Linked DNA regions of Gasterosteus aculeatus: region 2 is linked to region 1. A link is a contact called in public Hi-C data. All regions are on one chromosome and are shown on one strand. The core of a region is the stretch at or near the end of the contact, and the rest is flanking DNA. Distances in the headings are between cores, read along the strand shown.

Region 1 (2,700 bases), core at 124-2,623:
AAGTTGGTCTCAACTTGCTGTTGTTTTTTATTGTTGATTGTGTCAATTCTGATCTTCAATTTTTTTTAGAAAATCTATCTTTGTGAACTATTAAAATACATGCATGTGTCTTCATTCTAACCATCTAGCAGTACTGCAGCATTCCACCAGATGGCTCCCTGCTGCCCACCAGTGGCTAGTTGAATGGTCATGACAAGGTGTAATGTTGTCTCTGCATGCCTGTAACATCAAAACACATATCAGATTATGGGCATTGAGTTGAGGTTAATTACGTTTCGGTCACAATCTCCTCCATGTCGAGGACACTCAACCGCGACCAGCTGAAACTCCAGAAGTGAGTTGCCCGAAAAAACAGCAACGAGATTGGGACTAACAGAGGTCATCAGAGAGGTTTAGGGGTCCGAGCTTTAATTTTGAATGTTAAAAAATGTACATTTTGACTAATATTATAAATATTTTCCTTTGGCCACGGCAGCAATATTTAAACCCACAACTAGACACTTAACATTGCTTAATGATGCTAAATGCACATTTGCCTGGTTCTCCTGACTCTCAAACTCAGATGATGGCTTTTCAGTTCGCAGCATTTGCCACACGGGCGCAGTGTGGGAGCATATTATGCTCTAGTCAGACCGGCAACCAAGTGTGCTGTCCAAAAATGTAGTCAAATTACAGTCATTTATATTTTGTGATTTTCTTTCTGCATGAAGAAGTATCTTATCCCTTCATTACGATGTCAGTGCTTTTTAGGCAGAACTAAGTACAGGGAGGACATGTTGGATCTGGTGGCTCTGTACAGCGAGTAGGAGAGTACATACATTACGCTGTCCTGCAACGGATGATTTGCTAATGTCAGGATTTGTTTTCACTGCCACGGTGATGAGAAGAAGGGAGAGCGAGTTTGTGTGTGTGTGTGTTTGAGAGAGAGAGCAGGACAGCGATTGGTAGAGCGGCGTGTTGGCCAGAGCAAGTGACTTATACTGAATTAATTCAGCTCTCTGACGCGATTGTTAGATAAATCGATACTTGTTCATTAGCCTGTTGTAGCATTGAAATGAAACACGCTCGGCTGTGTTGGGGCCTATAATGGGCTCATGATGAGCCAAACTGGATATTGTAAACATCACGCAGGGCGAAGACAGGAATAGAAATAGACGAGTTGAATTATAACCCGGGGATGAGTATCAAACGCCTCCCGGGTACAAGGTAATCACAGTATGTGATTACCCAGAAGTGTATTTGCATGCTAAGTGAATCACTGTGCCTCGTCACGAATCATTTTCCCATCTCTGTCTCTTTAATCTCACTTCCCTCCCTCTCGCTCGCTCAGTCCCTGTTGCCGCTCTCTCCACGGCCTGGGCCTTGGTCACGGTGACCTAGAGAGCATACCAAGGCAGGACCAGACATGGGTTGAGCCGTGGCCCACAACACTCATTGAGGAAGCCTACAGCTGGGCCGGCTTGCGACCACAAACAAGGACTCATGGCAACTTCTGGATTTAAACTTTTTTTTCCCAGGAGTCAGGAATTGCAAGCGTTGCCTCTGTCGGCAGTACACACCCTTAACCAGATCTACTTCCCCCCAAAAAATGAGCAGTAGTTTTGGGGTTTTTATGTTAGTTTGGTACTGAGCATTTCCAGCGCTGGTCACTGTAAATGGAGGGAAATGCGCATGCAACAATAATGCAAGAAACCTGACTTGACGATACGAGCACACATCCCATATTCCTCTCAGGAGTACTCAGTGAAAGAGCCACGTGTTGGTAGTCATAGTCAAATTGGAAACAGGGTGGAAGAGCAATATTGATCGGAAACTTGACCTGACCGTATGTTTTTTAAATGGTATCAAAGACATCCAAATATACAGCATGAAAGGAGCCATTCATAAGCGCAGCAACACATTTTATTGGACTGTGGAGGACAAGCTTTCACTACGTAATAACCATGGGTAATTTGATCCGTTACACCTTCCGCCAAATAGCCGTTACCGTGCGACCGCGCAACGAGCCAGCCTGGCCTCGGTCGGATCACCCTGGGACCTCTTAAGAAGGGGCACGGCAGTCGTGCGTAATTTCCAACCACGCAGCCACAAACCGAGCCATATTTTCACTGGTCTGCGGCGCCACACAGACAGATATGCTGCCAGCTCAGCACAGGTGTCGTGCCTCAGGTGAAGTCCAAGACGATTCATTGACGCAAACGTCCCGGGCTAAAACGCGTCACCGTAGCTGAAATGACGAGAGCCTGCAGTGCGTGTAACTGGAGTGAGAACGTCGTGCTGCAGTCGCTGCAGGTGGTTGGTTCCGAACGCAGGGCGGCAGGACCAACAAGGAGGTCACAAGATGATATGACTAAGAGTAGAAAAGCTATGTTTATGTCAGCCTTGTGAGGCGTGTTTTTAAAAAATCCAATAATTTGAGGGTTTTAGAGGGTAAGATGCTTTTATTTATAAACTAATCTCATAAAATACTGAAAAAAGGATCTACTAGAAAATGAAAAGAGTTTGACACCGGGCCACTGGGAAGGCTCGTCAGGGTCCAGCTGGTTCCTCTCGTCTGTCCTGGGCTCTTTATGGACCCCACCGCCTAAAATCAATACAACATATTATGCTAGACATGTATATAACAACCCAATCTACACAGCGATATGACCTAATGTCCTCCTGATGACAGTCACACAAAAATAGTTGTTAGTCCACCTC
Region 2 (2,700 bases), core at 42-2,541, 98 kb after region 1:
TCCCTGCAGTGAGACAATTGTATCGTTCAATTTCCCCCGAAATGATTATTTATCCCTCTGCAGCCCCCCCCCTCCTCCTTCTGCTTCTATAAACACAAACAGCGAGACACATTCACATCGCCAGCTATTGATTGTGTCTGAAGCTTTTCATCTTCTCGCCTCGCCAGCGCTCACGACTGCGCCACAGTTATTCTCATCCGTTTGGCTTTCAGCTCGGCCCTTTGGTTCACTGCACTCTCGTGAGCGACCGATCCGCGACCCTTACAGGGTCTCCGTATTTGAAATATCACCTCGAAAGGGCCTAAAACACTTGTCGGTAATATCTCCTCAGCTCAATGCATCGCGATTTGCTGTTGCGCGTCTGGAGCGGTTTATGGTAACATGTTGGCAGGCAATTACATTGCAATGTCTCAGAAAAATACATTAGAACATGAGGTACTATATAAAAGGTTTGAATCCATTCCAGTAGCTGAAGAAGTTGAGAATAATTCTGTGGAGAAGTGCAGAACATTTACAAAATCCTTCATGGGTATAGTGTTACAGTAAGGAGATGTTCGATAGAACAAAAATAGTTCTTGAAGTGATTTTCCTTTTGTCTCTGCTGCTTCATTACGACTACTGGTGTGTGGATCACAGAAAGAATACATGTTTTCGGATTAAAATGCCAAGAATTTAAATATATATTCAAAATGCAAGTTGTCATTTTCAGTGTCCCCCCGGAAGTTCAGCTCTGGCAGGGACTGTTCACACGGCTGCGAATGTGAGCTGCACCCTTTTGCCTTTTGGCTCGCCAGACATATTCTGTCACCTTTTTTTGTTACTCTCTGATCTCCTTTGTAATTGAACTAAAGCCCCTCGCTCCCGCTCCACTTTTCTTCCTACATTATCAAGCCGCCTTGTTATTTGGTTTTACATCGCTACTTGCATCTGAGATCAAGGGCTTCACATCATTGCCTCTGTCAGATGACTAACTAGAAGGAGCTTCTCAGCATGTGCACATACTGCCACCCAGTGGGGTCTTAGTGCATTCAAGCAACAATTGTATCACTCCAAAATAAAAAAGTGAGGGACACACAATATATAACAATTAGAGGGACGTCATTTTTTTGTTCATTGATTTTCAAGATATGCATTAAAAATCAACCATCTATTACAATGATTATATGCAAACATATAGGCTTCGTATGCATACCCATGCATATACAGACCTTATGCATACACACATAAACACAGCATATGCATATACACACATATACATAAACCTAAACATATAAACAAATATACGCACATAAACAGATCCAGATAATAATACAAATAATATTAATAATAAGACACCCACTCCCATTATGCATATACTATGCTAGGGAACATATTATACTGTAATTAATTACTCCAAATCTTTCATTTTATTTAAGACTCTACTCCAAGATGAGATCAATGGTAAATGGACTGTACTTGTTTAGCGCTTTTCTAGTCTTCTGACCACTCAAAGCACTTTAACACTACGTGACATCATTCACCCATTCACACCCATTCATACACTGATGACAGGAGAACCACACACAGTGACACCTGCCCATCAGTAACTACCATCCACACACTGTAGTCACAGCTACAGGAGCAACGTTGGGTTAAGTGTCTTGCCCAAGGACACATCGGCATGCGGGTTAGCCAGGCCTGGAATCGAACCGTCAACCCTCTGATTGGAGGACGACCGTGCTCCCCACTCACCCACTGTCGCCCAGATCTGTTATGTAATCTGTTATGAAGTCTAACGAACCTGGTAGAACCGATCGAGTTCCCAGCTGCCGTGATGCCGCCATGTCAGGAAGGTCTCAGTGTTGGGTTTGGTTTTTGAATCATATTGAAATATTTAAAGTATTCTGTAAACGGGGCTGAGAAACATTCCTAGAAATATTTATACTGTAAAAAATACACACAAATTACTTCACTGCTTTTGGGTTTTTTTTTTTTTTCTTGTTCAGAAACACTTTGTGAACTTTGGAAGGGGTTTTGAACTATTTCGGTCACAGCAAATATTACAAGACACATGCAGCTTCAAAACGTTTAACTTGACTGCTTTTGATGCTGGAACCCTTAGAACCTTAGAACCCTAGAACCCTCAGAGTCTAAGCAAATAACACTAAAGGGAGAATGATCGAGGACTAATGACAAGACCTGAAACTGTGAAACAAGAAAGTTTTATTCCTTGATTTATATAATATATTTTATCTTTAGACTTTTTTATTATATATACATGTTTTTATCTGCAGAGGATTATCCGAACCAGTAGGTGGCAGTAATGCAAAGATCAGCCTGCCTGCCACCAATGGAAACCGAGAAGAAGAATGCTTTTACATAATAACATCTTTATTAACAGAAGAGAGAAAAGTCACCTCTTTACTGCCCGTCATTGTGCTTGCTTTTCTTTTCAAGTCGGACTAACGATTTCATAAACTGTATTTGCGAAGGTTCCATGTAATCTACTGCACTCTGACCACATCCCAGTTTTACATTCGCTTTTATAGTGTGAGGATCTAAAATGGACTTTGCAAAATGTTGCTGTTTCACATCTAGTTTATTTGTTAATCAGAGTGTGACCTAAATTTCTCAATGAAATTCTTCTTTTAAAGATTTTCTAAGCTAAATAATGTCAGATTTTCCATGTATTTCTTTTTGCGTTCAAGAACGCTTTCGAAT

The links. A called contact is a pair of places that touch in the nucleus more often than the background predicts.
Region 2: a contact with region 1 is called in a Hi-C map of blood and trunk muscle, with 7 times the contacts expected there. The contact joins two enhancer-like sites. A contact is called at or near these places in 5 of 6 Hi-C or Micro-C datasets (blood and trunk muscle, liver, skeletal muscle and 1 more).

Annotation. Positions count from the first base shown.
Region 1 is chr3:2,457,493-2,460,192 of fGasAcu3.hap1.1, forward strand. The region is part of intron 6 of gpc5c (glypican 5c); the gene reads left to right. Among protein-coding and RNA genes, the nearest start is that of gpc5c, 46 kb to the left of the region's middle. Within about 2 kb of position 1,374, at least 2 of the 9 cell types and tissues checked have open chromatin away from gene starts, as enhancers often do.
Region 2 is chr3:2,555,965-2,558,664 of fGasAcu3.hap1.1, forward strand. No RefSeq gene overlaps it. Among protein-coding and RNA genes, the nearest start is that of LOC120816070, 9.2 kb to the right of the region's middle. Within about 2 kb of position 1,292, at least 2 of the 9 cell types and tissues checked have open chromatin away from gene starts, as enhancers often do.